2 separate regions of the Oryctolagus cuniculus genome follow, and region 2 is linked to region 1. A link is a contact called in public Hi-C data. All regions are on one chromosome and are shown on one strand. The core of a region is the stretch at or near the end of the contact, and the rest is flanking DNA. Distances in the headings are between cores, read along the strand shown. Region 1 holds the start of UTRN (utrophin). Region 2 has its middle 52 kb from the start of TRNAL-UAA.

Region 1 (4,632 bases), core at 1,865-4,364:
ACAGCAGATATGGAACTGTCCTGCCTGCCAGACACACAGGCAGTGTGTGGGGCACAGCAGTGACAAAGCTTCCTTCTCGTCTCTTTCTCAAGGAGCTGTCAGCCCAGAAAGGGACCTGGGAAAGGGACATTCTGCTGGGCCTTTCCACTTGGGCTCAAGCTACAAAGTCAAAGCCTCAGTCTGATTACATCAAGATATCTGAATGTGGGGTGTGGATTCCAGCACTTCCATGACGCTAATGGAGGCCAAGCTTGTGAATCTTTCAACCATCGAGAAAGGAAACGGCTGACCTAGAGTCCCGCCAGCCAACACAATGCAGGAAGGGTGGCAAGACAAGCAGTGCCTCCCAGAAGTGGTTTCCTGAGCTGCAGAAACTTCCAGACATCAAACGTTTAGGCATTAATAGATATCACAGAATGCCTCTAACTACTTTTTCATTTCACATTTTCAAGGATTTGCTGTTTTTTTTTTAACTTGCGCATCCTTCAGATGGAATATTATTAATATTTGTTGAAAATATTATGTTCAACATGAGTTTTAGCATCTTCTCACAAGATCACTAAAGAAGCCTAGACGACAGACACAAGAAAAAAAAAAAATGCTGTTGAATAGCAACCAATGAGAAGAGTCTGGGTGCTCCCAGACTTTGATAATGTGCACAGTGGATTTTCCATTTTCATTAAAATAACATGCCTGGAAATATTTTTTTAGTTTAAAAAAAATGCCTTCTATTTTCTGAAAGCCTTTTGACTGGTCAGAGGGCGGAAAAGAATGCATCTAAATAGACTTGAACTCAACCAACAAGCATTTAAATATATTTAAAGCCGTAGTCTACTCATTTAAAAGACTGCTTCCTATTTTAATATTTGTCTGTATTTTTCTTTTAAATTGTCTCGTGATTTCAACTACTACAGCTGCCCCAGGCCCTTTGACTCAAGACAGTCAAAGACCAGCAGGCTACAGAGACTAGTAAGCCAGGGGAAGAAAGCAGATGAAGTGGGAATCCAGGGAAATCTTTGAAAGGCCACAATGCTGCCGCTGCTGCTCCTACACATGCATAAGGCTTTCACTGAGGTCCCTGAAAAGGGTTTTGATTTTGTGTTGAGACCACACAGTTAAGTAGGAGAGAAAAGCAGTAACTGACGAAGACAGCTGTGGCACACTCAATGATTCCACTTGGCCAAGAAACCAAGCGGTTTACTAAGAAAATATGGGCTGCTCTAGCCGTTTCGGTTTAAATGTGCTCCAACAGTCAGTGCTGACAAGCACTTACCACCTTATGCATCTGCAGCAACAAAGGAAAATACTGAAAAAGGGTGATGCCAACAGAGAGAACATGCTTTAAAAACTCTAATCAGCCCCAAAGTTGCTCCCTAGTGACAACGTGCATGCGAATACATCACTCGGGGAGTTTTCTTTGAAAGCTCAGACAGCAAATACATGCATATCTACAGATAAATGTTAAGTGTGATACAGATATGCGAGCTGATCAGAAAGACAGCTGCCCTGGACATTAACGCCAATGAGACTAAAGCACATGGTTACATCCCTTTATGATGTTCTGAATTTGTATCTCCCCTGGACAAGGCAGCATTAAATACCCCTTCATTTATATTGCCCCCACAAGTCCAGCTCTCCAATTCTCCCTTTCTCACCTCTCAACTGTTCGAAAAAGCAGAATGCTGTTTTTAGCCAACAGAGTAAATAAGCTACAGTATGAGATACGATCTATCCATACTCAACACCATGGAGGAGACTTTTTTTCTACAGGACAGACAACAGTCAACAAAGCACAAGTTGTTTTGGAAAACACAGGGAAGCAAAGCAAAGCAAAGCACATTTGCCACAACAAACTTGGGGTTTCTTGAATTCTTTTTCCAAAGCCAACAGCCCTGGCAAATGATCACCTTGCATGAGAACTATGAAGCCGACAGTATTGGTCTCCACTATCCAGAGTCCACAGCAGACATGGGGTCAGGAAGAACAAGCTGGCTTTGCCCTCACCAGCCAGGCCTGCCTTTAACAAAGTAAGCTGAGAGAAAGAGACTGGCTGGGATGCGGCTGTAGACAAACTTACCTGGGGATGGCTTGCAAGCTTGGAGAGCTATGTCTCTTTTCAAATCAAATCTGCACTTTTTCCAACGAAACGTGGTGGCTGCTGGGCGGCTCATCACCTACATTTGCTAAGATGAGGAGGAAAACGATGCAGAGGAAGCTGACAACAAAAGCAGCCTGCGAACTGCACACTGGGATGTCCTGTTGGGTTTTTTTTTTTTTTTTTTTTTTTCGGTGGGTTTTATTTTTCCCATGAGAGGATCTGACAAAACCTAACCCAACCTCCTCTAAATACCAGACAGGAAGTTACACTGTGCAGTCAGTGAAAACTCTTTAGGTTGTCTGTGTGTGTGTGTGTGTGTGTGTGCGTTTCTTTCTTTTTTTTTTTTTTTTTTTTAATCCTATCAACTAAGCGCCTTTGACTGTTTCTGATCTACTGCAGAGAGATTATAACATTTCTTCCTGTTTTGGCAGTGTCAGATGGTAAGGGGCGCTCCACCCACCTCCTGACTCACATTGTGTATAAATGAAGGTGCCTGTCCTGGGTATACAAATGGGCTGAACCCTTTGATTACACATTAACTGTACTTCAAAGAACAAATTGGACTTACTACTTCACTTTAATATAAATATATATATACACACACACACACCTTCGGGAAACAAATTCAATAGGATTTCCTTTTAATTTCTTAGAAATTGCTATTATGGGGAAAAATTAATCACACAGAATTATAAGAGAAGAGGTAACAATTTCAACTCAGATTTCCCAGCCTCTTCTATTTTGGCATTTGAATTGCTCTCTTTTGTTGTCATTTATACACGTTATCCACACACATACACAAAATAGGAAAATCATGATGCATTTTCTCATCTGCTCTCCTAATCCTCTTTCTTTTTGTAATTCTTTTTCTTGCATGCTTTGAAATAAGAACTTTCTACTTTATATTAGCAAAGATTTTCACAGACTATGTATCCTTCCCAGGACACACACAAGTTTGAATTAAGACACCTCTCTTCCTGCTACTAGCTGAGGTATATGAAAGAGAAATAGTCACTACCTGCCCTCCTCCCTCCTACTCAGCTTTGTGCTTCCCCTACACTAGAAGCTGTTTGGCTCTGGCAAAATAGTCAAGCTAAGCCTCAACCTCCATATCTTTAAAATGGGAGTGGTGACCTCACCAGTCTTCCAGTCTTGCTATGAGAAGAGAGACGCTGAAAAGCACAGTGACATAGATTATATCACACACAAACTCCAATTCTGTTTTTATATGTATTTATTTGTTTGAAAGAGTTACAGAGAGAGAGAGATTATCCATCCTCTAATTCACTTCCCAGATGGCCACAATGGCCAGGGCTGGGCCAAGCTAAAGCCAGGAGCCAGGCACTTCATCCAGTGAGGAGGAGGGGCACAAGTACTTGGGCCATCTTCACTGCTTTTCCCAGGCCATTGGCAGGAAACTGGATTGGAAGTAGAGCAACAGGGACAAGACATCGCAGGTGGCACTTTCATCTGCTACACCACGACCCCAAGTATTTTTTTGTAACAGTTTTATTGATAAAAATTTCATAGAGTATACAATTAACCTACCTACAGTGTATAACTCAATGATTATTAGTATGTTCAGAGTTGTGCAACCACCACCACAACTAATTTTATACCAATTCATCACCCAAAAAGCAGTCATTCTCCATTTCTTGTCCCCACCCTGCAGCCCAAGGTAACCACTAAAATCTATTCATAGTCTCTATAGATTTGTCTATCTTGGACATTTCATATAAATGAAATCCTACAATATGTGTTATTTTTGACTTTTTTTTCTCTTTTTTTAAGATTTTATTTATTTATTTGAGAAGTAGAGTTACAGACATAGGGAGAGACAGAAAGAAAAGGTCTTCCGTCCACTAGTTCACTCTCCAAATGGCCGCAACGGCCAGAGCTGAGCCAATCCAAAGCCAGGAGCCTGGAGTTTCTTCAGAGTCTCCCACTTGGGTTCATGGGCCCAAGCACTTGGGCCATGTTCTATAGTTTTCCCAGGCTATAGCAGAGAGCTGGATGGGAAGAACAGCCAGGACATGAACCAGTGCCCATATGGGACGACAGCACCACTGGCAGAGGCTTAGCCTACTACACCACAGTGCTGGATCCTGACTGGTTTTCTTTACTTAACATGCTTTTAAGATTCCATGTTGTATAATGTATCAGTATTGAATTTCTTTCAAAGACTGAATAATTGTGCATTGTGCAGATAAACACATTTTATTTGTTTTTTTCATCAGGTCATGGACGTTTTTGTTGTTTCCACCTGTTATCTATTATGAATACCTTGTTTGCAGCATCTGTGTACAAGATACCTATGAATATGTATGAAGATGTACATTTGCATTTATTTTGGACATATACACATATACAGTAGTAAAATTTCTGGGTCATATGGTAACTCTATGCTTACCATTTTGGTTTGTTGTTGTTGATTGCTTTTATTTTCATCTTATTTGAAAGGCACAGAGAAAGACAAACAGAGAGGAGAGCATCCATCTGCTGGTTCATCCCTAAATACCTACCACAGCTGAGAC
Region 2 (4,533 bases), core at 2,003-4,502, 66 kb after region 1:
AAGGAATACCACCTTCCACACAAACCTAGGTGAGAAACTGAGAGTATGGGGCTGGCGCTGTGGTGCAGCAGGTTACCCTGGCCTGAAACGCCGGCATCCCATATGGGCACCGGTTCGAGTCCCGGCTGCTCCACTTTCAATCCAGCTCTCTGCTACCTGGGAAAGCAGTAGAAGATGGCCCAAGTCCTTGGGCCCCTGCATCCACGTGGGAGACCTGGAAGAAGCTCCTGGCTCCTGGCTTCGGATGGGTGCAGCTCCAGCCATTGCGGCCAACTGGGGAATGAACTATCGGATGGAAGACCTCTCTTCCCCCACCCCCTCTGTCTCTCTGACTCTCCTCTCTCTGTGTAACTCTGACTTTCAAATAAATAAATAAACCTGAAAGAAAGAAAGAAAGAAAGAAAGAAAGAAAGAAAGAAAGAAAGAAAGAAAGAAAGAAAGAAAGAAAGAAAGAAAGAAAGAGAGAGAGAGAGAAATGGAGAGTAAAGGAAGGGCATGTGGTAGAAGCATTAAGCCCTACACTGTTATAATTTAGTGATATCACTGCTCACTTTGCCGTCCCTTCTGTAAAGTTTACCCACTCCTCCTGTAGGACCTCCCTGTCTGTCCTGTGAACCAGAAGGCAAGAGTGTCTGGCAGTACCCCTAAGGAGAAAACCCACAGGGAATGGCCTAATAGGTAAAAGCCATGTTTTCATTTATTTCACTTTGGGGATTATGCAATGTGAGGACATGAAACATTCCACAATGTTCCACTGTGAATGAATATTCGATAGTGGACAACTATGATGGAAATACAGTTTAAGTCCTTGGGGAAAAAAAATTCTCTGACATTAGGAACCCACAGATGCTAGAGTGGAAAGGGACGCCAAGGCGGCCAAACACAGTCAAAGAGACCACAGAGTCCCAAGATCTGCGGTGCACTCTCGGGTGCGCTCCAGGGAAGGGTAATACTGCTGTGATTAAGACTTTTAACAGGGCCAATTAATTTCAGGGAGGCACCCAAAGCAGCGTTAAAGAGCTGTCCCACCGGTCCCAGACACTCCGGTAAGGAAAGGAGGCGGGGATGGCTCCACGTAAGCCCTGACCCTCACCGCCCCGCGCTCGGAAGCCGAAGGACCGACGCGCTTCGCATTCCTCCAGCTGCGTCCCCCGCACCCACCAGTCTCCAGCACCTGGGGCCAGCCCTGCACCCGGAGGCCCGTGCAAGTTTCCGAGGAATGGCTATCCGTGCAGCCGCGGGGCCCGGAGGCCCGGTGCGCCGGCCCTACCCGGGGACCCCCGCCTTCCCGGAGCTCCGTGCGCTCCGGCCGCGGAGACCGGTGCACCGACCGTTCCTAGCCCGGCTGGAGGAAGTGACCCGCGAGGCCCTGGTGACCCAGGTGACCTGAGGCTGGGAGACAGGCGGTCCTGCCCGGACGGAACAGAAACAGGGAGCATGGTGTGAGACCCGGGTCTCTCCAGTTCAGTGCAAAACTAAGCGCGCGGTAGACACGTTTTCTCCTCCCCTTGAAACAACCCTGGGACGAGTCCCCTTCGCCATCTAGGGCTTGAGCGAAAAGTTGCTCAGTCCACAACTAATGTTTTGTCGGCTTCTTAAGTGGCCTTGGGCAACCAGAACCTGGATCCCGGGCCAAAGCAGGGCATGAATTACCTTGTCAGTGGCGGCAAGCGATGCCAAGAGTCCGTGAAACGCGGCGACCGCGCAGGGCCCTCGGCCTTCCCCAGGCGGCTGGCGGGGAGCTGGGGATCGCGCCACACGCTCCGAGGCCCCACCCTGGGGAGCAGCAACCACCCAGAGGGCAAGCACGGCTCCTGCCGGGCGGCCGTCTGGGAAGCGTCCCCTGCAGCTAACCACACGGTCACTCACTCTCCCCACCCTCTCCTTGCGGACTCCGCCGGGGCCCCGCCTTCCCCGGGCCGGTTGTGTGACAGGCTCTCCTAGGAGGCCACGTCCCCTCTCGGAGATCACTGGCCCAGCGCCCCGCACCGAGCGTTGCACAGACGCGCGACCCTCGCGCCCCGGCGGGACGGGAGACGGAGCAACAGCACGGACGGAGCCCCAGGAGGTGGGGTCCGAGGACCTGCCGGCTGGAGCTTCCTCCACAGTTCTGGCGTCTCTCTCCCGCACCGGGGAACTGAACTGAGGTTGTGAGGAAAGTGCCTGCAGCACAAGTTGGTTACATCCTCGGCCCTGACACTTGAGAAGGCGCTCGGGATGCGGAACCGCGGCGGAAGAGCCGCAGGAGGGTCCCACCTCCTCCCCGCCCCTTTCCCAGCGGGCTGTGGTCACTTTACCCAACCTGACGCTTTAATAATGCATGCGCTTACCTGGTGCGCGCGGGCGGCCGCCTCCACCGCGTCCCGAGGCTCCCTGGGGCGTGTTTGGGTCGGAGCCACCGCGGGGGTGTGCGCAAGGATAAGTTTGGGGGGCGCGGTTCTTTTTTTCTTAATGAAACGTGGAGAACCACACCAGATCCGAAACACACACACAAAAAAATTTTAAGACCCAATTGGAAACGCCCCTGGCTTGTGCAATCTTCCTGCCTGGTAGTTCCGCCAAAAACAAAAACAAAACAGTTCAAGCGCAAACCTGGAGCAGGCGCGCAGGCACCAAGTTTGCCAAATGCTCCAGTTTTCCGTGTGCAGAAACGACGCAAAGGAGGGGGGCGCCTATCCCCGAGTTTCCCCAATCGGCTTCGGAAGCCACAGGCCCCTCCTCGCCCCTCGGCGGGAGAAAGCCCGCGGCCCGCCCGGCTGCCTGCTCCCCTCCTCCGAGGAAAGGCGACTCCACAACTTTGTGCTCCAGCGAGGCTCGCAGCTCCCGCGGCTCCTCCTCCGCCGCCGTCTCCCCGCCGCCGGCCTGCCCCTTTGTTGGAGCGCAACGCAAGAGGCAGAGAACGGAGGGTGGGGCGCCGGGCCGAGCGCCCGCGTGCCGCCGCCCCCGGGGAAGGGGCTCGCGTCCCGGCACCCGGGGCTTCGCTCTCCCGAGGAGGAGGCCTGGCGGGTCCGATCCCCAGGCCGGCGCCGCCCCAGCGCTCCGGCTGCCCCTCCCTCCTCCGCCCCGCCGCCGCCGGCCCAGCAACTTTGTTCCCGGGTTCGGCTCGGGACCCTCCTTGGCGGCCACCACGGGCACCGCTGCGGGAACGAGGCGCCGCGGGTCACCTGACCGCGCGCCCGGTCAATGAACGCCGGCCCTGCGCGCCCTCCCCGCCCGCAGCTGCCTGGCCCCGCGCTCCTCTGGCCTGGGGCGGCGCGCCCTTATCCAGCTCCGGGAGCGAACTGTTAGTGCCGGGAGCCAGCACGAGAATGGGTGTCCCGCGCAAACACCATGCCCTTGATTCCGATGATCCAGAAGTGTGAGTCACGCCCCGCGGGCAAACCCGGGCTCTAGTTAGGGTGATTTTTTTAACAGATAAATCCTGCCATCTGCTCCCTCACCACGTCCCTCAACGCACCAAGCAGTTTGCTAATGTTGCTGACTTTTTGGTCCTAGTTGATTTTTTTCGTTACATAATTTTCTTAACATCCTTTTTTTTTTAATATCAAGGCTCCAAATTTGGTTTTATATTCATTCCTTGTACAAATAGTGTTTTCACTGACGTTAGTTTCTGTTTTTCTAATGTACACATATAGACACTTCTGTTCTACAACCTGTTTCCAAGCCTGAGGGGTTGGCCAAAAAGTACGTCAGAAGTATGGCAGTTGTGCTGTGTGTGCATTTCTCAATGGCACTTCATTCCCCCAACGTGTTCCTTGATTCTTGGACAAGTGCATCCTGCTTGGAAAGAGAAAGACAAAACACTTCATATAAACAGAGGTAAGGATGATTGACAAGGGAGCCCTGGCCTGTTCTTGGCTTAATATTGGGCAGCTAATTTATGAGACAGGAAAGATAAACCGCTAGGGGTATCAAATGAACTTTTCAAAAAGGAGTTGGTAGCCTTTCCTTAGTTATAAAGCAAAAGGCTCCCCAGTCTCTAAGAGCTATGGAAGTGGAAAGTCTCCAAACAGCCTTACCATACAAGGCTTCCGGCTTAACTTCCTCCAGGAACTTTCTTCATATAAGTCAAATTAAAAAAAAATTCTTTTGAAATGGGTATGATTTGTTCATTTACTTTTATCCCTTCATTTAACAAACACCTATTTGTTGCCTGCCATGCCTGCTGGTGCCATGGATGATCAGGAAAATTTGCTCCAGATCTTGCCCTAACAGAATTTAGCATGGAGTAGGTGGGAGAAGACATGGAAGCAAGAAGTATATGAAACATCCAGGATAAGTGCCCTAAGAAAGGAACAGATCCAGTACCACCTGCCCATGTAGGGGGAGGTGGAAGTTCTTTCAGCTGATAATTCTGCAGCCACAGAAACAACTCATCTCTCCCTGTCTCCGGGTTGAATTGATGGAAACTTAAGATTGCCTTCTTTAAACTAGATGATAAGGCCATACAGGAGTGGTTAAGGATTTGGTTACTGAAAGTGATGTAAGTGTAAAGCACTTCATAAATTGTGAAATGGGACTCGAATATTCGTT

The links. A called contact is a pair of places that touch in the nucleus more often than the background predicts.
Region 2: a Hi-C map of an unstated tissue shows a contact between it and region 1, with 1.6 times the contacts expected there. The contact joins the enhancer-like site here to the promoter of UTRN in region 1. A contact is called at or near these places in 3 of 6 Hi-C or Micro-C datasets (ear pinna, psoas muscle and an unstated tissue).

Annotation. Positions count from the first base shown.
Region 1 is chr5:24,211,940-24,216,571 of mOryCun1.1, forward strand. UTRN (utrophin) reads right to left here and starts at 3,115. Exons shown (of 73, transcript XM_070073468.1): 1 at 2,078-3,115. The coding sequence starts at 2,171.
Region 2 is chr5:24,277,554-24,282,086 of mOryCun1.1, forward strand. No RefSeq gene overlaps it. Among named protein-coding and RNA genes, the nearest start is that of TRNAL-UAA, 52 kb to the right of the region's middle. Within about 2 kb of position 3,253, at least 6 of the 8 cell types and tissues checked have an H3K27ac peak or open chromatin away from gene starts, as enhancers often do. A contact at or near this core is called in ear pinna, where this site is marked.